Linked DNA regions of Mus musculus: region 1 is linked to region 2. The links are chromatin contacts, called in public ChIA-PET maps. All regions are on one chromosome and are shown on one strand. Each heading gives the region's core, a stretch centred on a gene start, on an enhancer-like site or on the middle of the called end of the contact. The rest is flanking DNA. Distances are from core to core; before and after follow the strand shown. Region 1 overlaps Gm32718 (a long non-coding RNA gene). Region 2 holds the start of Casp7 (caspase 7).

Region 1 (3,815 bases), core at 87-2,586, 360 kb after region 2:
CACATACATACTCCTCACATACACACCACACACGAACACACATACATACACCACACATACCACACACACACACTACACCACACACACATGTACACATATACACTCCTCACACACACCATGCACACACATACACACACACTCCACACACACACCACACATGTACGCACACACACACACTCCTCACACAGCTTTTTTTTTGCTCAGAAATCTGCATATCTTGGAGAGTCGGCCTTGTAAAAGAGGTATACCTCTCAGGTATATCATTCTGTCCCTTTACTTATAAACGTATAAAGGGTCCTGAGAAGATGGTTTATTAGCCAACAAGTAATACAAACAGTAGCTTCAATCTCAGATCTGGTGGGTGACTTATTTCTGATTTGTCTGTCTTGGTTCCTCTGATAAACTCTCAGCACAATTTGACCCCCACCCCTGCAGACCACTGTTCTCCAAATTCCACGTTGGTTCTACACAGAGATCTTTCTGGCTCCACGTGTTTGCTGTATCCTGGTTCTCCACTACTGAAGTTTAGAGAGAAGCAGATGGCATAACCCAGGGAAGATCAGATAGAAGACATTTCAGGGAAAGGCAGTGGCGTTTGTTTTATTTTGTTGATGTGGGGGGAGGGGAGTAGTGTTTTGTCCATGTACGTGTGAAGGCGCTCACACACAATTGTGTAAGCCAGAGATCTGCCTCAGGTGTCTTCTTCAAACACTCTTTTATTTTTGCACTCAGGCTCTCTTACTGAAGCTGGGCATTACTGACCCACCTAGACTGCTGGTCAAAAGCTCCTTGAGGACCTTTACGTCCCCAGCTCGGAGTCTTCAGGTGTGTGCCACTGTGTCCAGTTTCTAATATGGGTGCTGGGGCTCTGAATCAAGTCTCCACGCTTGGGCACTATCTTATAGATTCAGCTATCTCCCCAGACCAGGACTGTCTGTTTAAATTAATTTATTGAGTGTAGATGGAGGGAGGGAACACATTCCATGGCATGAATGTAGAGGTCAGAAGACAACTTAACTTGTAAGCATTGGTTCTCCCCTTCTCCTATGTGGCTTCAGATACCAGACTCAGGACCTTTGCCTTTGACGGCAGCACCTTAACCTGCAGAGCCATCTCCCCTAAGCCAGCCCCGGGTGAGTTTTAATGCACATAGGAGACACTGAGGACATTACCCATCACTGTACCAAGATGGGCAAGAGTCAGAAAGGAAAAGATGGAACTTCTGACACCTTTAATGGCAGGGGTTGTCTTGGCTTTCCCCTACTATATGTGCATGTCTGTCTTCCCTGGTAAGGAAGCTCTCTGGCTTCACAGCTATGACTCATTGCTCAGGTCCACAGCAGCCGCTGTCTCCTAGTTACTACGGATACACAATAACAAGGACTCAAAGTCTGTCTGCAGCTTGTGCTTCTACTGACTGAGCATCTACACTCACGGTACTGTGTTCAACAATGACACCTCTCCACCCGCCATCATGGTCTCCTGGTTTTCTGTGTCTGAAATATATTTGGGCCTAGAGCTAGAGCATCCTGGATGCTCTCTCTCTCCATCCTGAAACATATTTGAGTGGACTTGCTTCTGTCAGCATTTGCTTTGAGGAGTCCTTTCCTCCTATCTTTGTTGATTCAACTTTATTTGGTTTAATATGTAAATAGCTCGAGCGCTCTTCCAGAGACTCCGTGTGATGCTTCTTTGCTACCTCACTGAACCATTCTAAACGGGCAGCCATGGTTGATTTTTGGCTCGACTGATGGCCGGTGATGGTTAGGAATTATGTGGAGCAGGGATGAGTCAGTGAGAGAGTTTTACATGGAGATCCTGGAAGGTCATGTCTTTGACATCCATTCATGACAAAAAGTCCCCCACGTGATTCAAAAGCCTCAAGCTATCCAAGGGCATATACCCAGATGGCAGCCTTGGGAAGCCCCAGAGGGAAGGCACAGCATCTGGGATGCCACTCAGCAGAAACCTGTCCCCGGGGCTTTGACCTTGATAGAGTAGTGGCTGATGAAGGAGTTTTGAGAAGCAGTACCTGAAAAATAAATTGCCCGAGACAGTGTTGCTTCCTCCTCTGTGGGAGAGGCTGCAGAAGGAAGGAAAAGGGTAGACCTTCTCTGAGGTCAAGGCAGCTCTGCGTACATGCTGCCTCTCTGGAGCAAAGAGGGCAATGTTTTTTGGAGGAGCCTGGCAACAGAACAGCAGCCAGGATGCTCTCGCCATGGAGGAGAGATAAGAACAATATGACTCATTAAATAAATCATTCTGAGAAAAAGCCTCTAGTTAACACACAGTCTATTTGTTCCACTTTTTAATTATATTTATCAGCCATAAAATCATTCACAAACTATTTACAGAATCGGCCATAGCCTGTAAACCCATGGCCAATAGACAAGCTACTCTCTGAGTCTAAGACAAATATCTTAAAATTCCCAAGAAATTCTGATGCGGTTTGCTGCACGAAGTGTTCTTTCTCCTCTTTCCATTCTGTGAGATGGTTCACTAGTCGTCTCTGGGATGCTCTGCCAATGCCTCGTGCTAGTACTGCCTGGTGGTTTGTGCTGATTAGGAGGAATGGTTCCCAGGAAGGGAACTTAGCCCAGGAGCCTGGGGCTGCTGAAATGTCTACCATTTGGTCCAGTGGATGCTCAGACTTCTCCCTAAAGCCTTCAGGTCACCTCACCAGACAGAAGGGAGTGGACCGCAGATGGAGACTGGGTTAAATCTCTTCCCTTTGGATGTTGAAGACAGCTTTCTGACCTCATGACGCAGTTAGAGGAGGGTGGCATCCATCTACAGCATCTGTTCTCACCTAGACTAACTACGTCTATGAAATCTCCAGTCCAGAAATAAACTAGAGTACTGAGAGATTAAATGCCCAGCCTGAACCGCAGCCAGATCCAGCCATTCCAGGCTACATTTCATTCTCTTTTCTTTGTCTCCTTACACAGAAGCTATAGAAAGTCTTATTTATTGATCACCTATAACACACAAGGCAGGGTGCTAGATGCAAGGGTAGCAAGAAGCATTGGACGTGGTTGACCAGTTGTCTATTGCTGCATAATAAACCACCACTGTTTACTTGCTTGAGATTCTATGGTAGGTCATGGCTGGGTGAGGGTTTCTCCTAATGTTTATGCCCCAGAACTCATTAATCTGGCATTTCTCTGGGGGCTAATATGTCCTCACACATCAGCAGGTTGGTGTCAGCTGTCAACTGGGTCAGGTGATTCCTCACAGGGAGGCAATATTTTGAAATGGCCAGCCTCAATACACAAGCACTTTTCAAGCTCCGTGGATTATGCTTGATGGTGTCCTATTGGCCTAAGCAAGTCACATGCTGGACCCAGAATCACCAAGGGAAGAAGTCACCAAGGGTGTGGGCGTACAGTGACTATGGTAATCTCTCAACCACAGTCTCACAAAAAGACAGGTTATGTGCATTCAAATGAAAATTACAACACAAGGCTTGCTCCTGCATTCAAGTCCCAGGCCTGGTCTTTTCTCTGTCCTCATCAGTCTGGCTCCCAGGTCCTGGCAGCTACTTGGTTCCCAGCAAGTTTTGATGACTCAAAGCATCCTAGAGATGTGAACTCTGAGCCTGGGACTGCTTTGCTCCTGAGCCAGCAGCTCTCAGTTGTTTGTTTTGTGTTCCTAGATAGCTTAAAAATATAGTAAAATAAAATATGTACCTGATAAAAGATGTATAAATACTGCATAGAATAAACATCTAAAAATAAAGGTCCTGCTGCCCCATTTTATCATCTACCCCATGGATTTTTTTTTCCTTTTTTTCTTCTGAAGACATCTCAGGGATA
Region 2 (3,561 bases), core at 304-2,803:
TACAGAGCGGAAGCTGCCATGGGTCTCTTCCCTTCTGTGCTTCCAGAAGTTTAAGAGTCGGTACTGTAATGATCCAGGCTGGGAGCAAGTAAGTGGATGTTCTCACGCCGACCCACAAGCAAGAACAGACAAGAGGTTTCCTGTGGTGCCGCCCTGCCTCTCCATCTGCGTGAGGGATGGATTCCTGTGTGCGGATGCGCCACGCATGCCACAGCACAGGCAAACCTTCTTGTGGATAGAACATCACTGTCCAGGCAACAGGACCCTGGTGCTGTCAGGTGGGCAGCTTCTCACATTCCTCACCACCAAATAAGTAGAGATTGGTTGTTAAATGTTCCACGTTTTAGGACTACCCTGGAAAAAGTCATGGTTTACACAAAGATAAATTATAGTGGAGATAGGATTTCTTCATTTTTCAAAGGACTGTCAGTTTTAAAAAGCAAATCACCATAGCGTGAGCCATGGCTTACCCCAACATTTGCCTCCACAGTTCAGGGACACTAGCATTATTAAATAAGAAGGAGGGCAGGCATATTAAGAATTGAAAGTGCCCATACTGGCTGAGATTCTAGAGTTAGTGCTAAAACTCTGGGGTTCAAGAAAAACCATGCTAGCAAATAAAATAGCCTTGATGGCTCCGGAGACCTGTAGGTCTGAGAATCGAGTATCTCTGGCGTTTTCACAAAGTTCTCTCACATAGCTTGCTTCAGTGTGAGTGAATGAGCTGTTCTGAGAACTCTAGGTGGAGGGGAGGAATTGGAAGCGTCTACAGATGGAAGCCCAGATCTGTCTGTCTGTCTGTCTGTGTCGAAGATGACATGAACAGGAACCCATGTTAGCTCACTGTCTGCTTCCTCAAACCTAGTGCCTGACACGGGAGGTAGCACACATGGATGATGATTTTGGCGCAATATCCGTGCAAGCTGGGTTTGGGAGGTATAAACGTGTTTAAGACAAAGTTCGCCCCCCTCCCCAACAACGTCTGGGAAGACATCAGACTAAAGCGACTGGTGGTGCACAGTATCTGGTCGAGAAGCAGCTTGTGTTAGGAAAAAGGTAAAAAACAAAAACAGAACGAGACAGGTGCCCCATCGCGGAGAGCAAGTCAGAATTTTGGGTCCATCTGCTGGGTAGACAGTTTTGTAGAATGCGTTCTCAGTGGAACTTTTGACGTTTACAGTTTTAGAGTCTCTTAGTACTCCTCTCTGGTGAGCGCGGGGAAATTTGCATATGTGGCATAGAGGAGGGGACAGGGATAGCCCCAATTTGCAGGGCCGCTCTCCTCCCGTGCCGGTGACGCTTGCCAACTTCGCAGAGGTCTGGACCAAGCGCGCAGTCATATTTTCAGAGAACTTAACAGATTTGCAGCAGGTAGCCCGGGGTCACGGTCACTTTTCTGGCTGGCAGTTTTGCAGAGCCCGCCAGTTCTGTAGGGAGCGCTCTATCTGCCCAGTTCCTGCAGCCGCAGGGGTCGCCCAAACGTCGCAGAGGGGGGGACGCAGCACGTGGGCGGCGAGGGCTTCCCGCGCGAGCTTCCCGCGCGAGCTTCTCCCGCGGCGGGCTCCGTAGCGCGCGTTCCCGCTCGCCCCCAGCTTTCCCGGGCTGCAGGCACAGCCCCGTCCGGCCCGCCCGCTCCTCCCCCTCCGCCTCTGGGACTTTTGCTTTCAGTTTTCCCAAAGCTGCCCTCGACCCTTGCGGAGGACGGACGCTGCCGTGGGCTCCTGGCCGCCGCCGTGGGAACGGTAACTTGGGCCGCCATCGCGGCTTTCCCTCCCCTCTTCCGCGAGCTCCTTCCTCCCGCGCGTCCCCGCCCAGAGTCCCCCTCCCTCCCGCAGGCTCGCAGAACTTGCTTGCAGGGCGCTGTGGCGCGGAAGGCTCTCCAACATGCCTGGCCATCGCCCGCTTTGCTCGGCACGGCGGTCCCTTGGTCTTCTGGACCAGGGTCTCACGACATCCGGTGCCATTCCGGATGTAACAGGGAAGAAAGAGCGGGTGTAGGGCAGTAGATGTGGTTGTTTGAACCCGCAAGGACTACCTTGTCAGACCGGGAACTTAGGCGCTGCCGGGTCCATTTAATGGGAATCTTGGGCGGTTCTGGTGGCTTGTGCTCAGGGAAAGAGGGAGTTAGGTGCATAGGTCTTTAACCTAGGCGAAGTGTGCTTGAAACACTCTTTCTTGTCTGGGGACCCTTGCATCGGGACTCTTAGACTCTTACAGTGACTTAAGACTGGTGAAAAACTGGCAAGCGACACTTGTCAGTATGAGCTCCAGGCGACACCTCACCTTTACTCCTTGGCCTTTCGGGTTTATGGGGAAGTAAGTTTATTAGTAGGCACAGGCGGTGTTTGTAAGCAGTTCACAGGCCTTTCTCTTGAGCTGAGATAACTGATAAGGCCCTGGTTTTCTGTTGACAAGCTGTTTCTTCCTTCAGATTTTGGCCAGCGTAACCTTACACCCCTGTCCATATTGTTAAAGCCTAGCATTACAATCTGCCACTCTGCAACCTCCTATAGGACATGGGCAAAGTCTCTAGTTCCCTCATGGTGTGAACCTCAGGTGACACTGATGGGTTGGGTGGCAGCCTCGGGACTTTTTCACTTAAGGAAGTATGCATTTGGGCAGGAGGTGAGCCTGTTCAATGTTGCTGTGTTTGGGAAGCAGGCAGCCTGTTTCCTCAGGAAGACCCACCTCAATCAACTTGCTTAGCCTGCTTTCTCTTGCTGGGATAAACACCATGACCATAGAGAGGAAAGGCTTTATTTCATTTGACGACTTCAGGTCACAGTCTGTCATTGAGGGAAGTCGAGGCAGGAGCCTGGAGGCAGGAAATCTGATTACTCACTCAGCTACCATTAGTACACAGCCTGTGGATGGTACCACTACAGTGGGCTGGGCCCTCCCCTCCCACACCAGCCATTGGTCAAGGCACTTCCCTATAGACATAGCCACAGGCCATTGTGATCTGGGCAATTCCTCAAGTGAGATTTCCTGTTCCCTGGTGATATTAGGCTGTGTCAACTTGACCAAAAAAAAAAAAAAAAAAAAAAAAAAAAAACCCAAAAAACAAAAACAACAACAAAACAAAACTAGGCACCACACCCCATAGCATGGGTCTGGGGAAGCTCTCAGGGCAGGTGGCATCCCAGTGGCCAAAGTGATTGCAAGTAGGAGCAGCCACATTGTAAGACAGGAATTTGGGGTAGCCAGGGAGTGGCTGGACGTATTATTTTCTAAGCAACCTCTTGGGAACTAACACACGCAGAGCCCCAGCAGCTTCCTACTGGATTCCCATCCCCTCGTGTAGGGGGCTAGCCTTCCAACACAAGAAGCCTGGGGGGGGGACCAATTACAGCCAAACCATAACAGCAGGCATCACACATCTTACATCATTTAAAGAGGACATTCCATGTCTCTTTACTGTGGGCAAGCACTGTCTCCGTAATGACTGCTCTTTGCAGCCCCTGAAAAGGACTGGTACAGAAAAGTCATGCAAGGAAGGCCCCTCGGGCAGCACCGTTGATGAGCCCAGATGAGATGGCTTTCTCGGAGGGTTCTGGCTTG

Evidence for each region. ChIA-PET counts read pairs in DNA pulled down with a chosen protein or histone mark.
Region 1: an RNA polymerase II ChIA-PET map of memory CD8 T cells shows a contact between it and region 2, with 9 read pairs. The contact joins the enhancer-like site here to the promoter of Casp7 in region 2. A contact is called at or near these places in 17 of 39 promoter capture datasets (the 3T3-L1 cell line, 3T3-L1-derived adipocytes, the C10 cell line and 10 more), 1 of 484 Hi-C or Micro-C datasets (natural killer cells), 6 of 115 datasets of contacts at active chromatin or transcription factors (acute myeloid leukemia, cardiomyocytes, effector CD8 T cells and 3 more) and 3 of 9 other capture datasets (adipose tissue, liver and macrophages).

The regions. Positions count from the first base shown.
Region 1 is chr19:56,758,570-56,762,384 of GRCm38.p6, forward strand. It overlaps Gm32718 (a long non-coding RNA gene), which reads left to right. Exons shown (of 7, transcript XR_001782687.1): 6 at 733-825. Among named protein-coding and RNA genes, the nearest start is that of Gm32718, 17 kb to the left of the region's middle. Within about 2 kb of position 1,337, at least 30 of the 459 cell types and tissues checked have an H3K27ac peak or open chromatin away from gene starts, as enhancers often do. A contact at or near this core is called in memory CD8 T cells, where this site is marked.
Region 2 is chr19:56,395,576-56,399,136 of GRCm38.p6, forward strand. Casp7 (caspase 7) reads left to right here and starts at 1,554. Exons shown (of 7, transcript NM_007611.2): 1 at 1,554-1,742.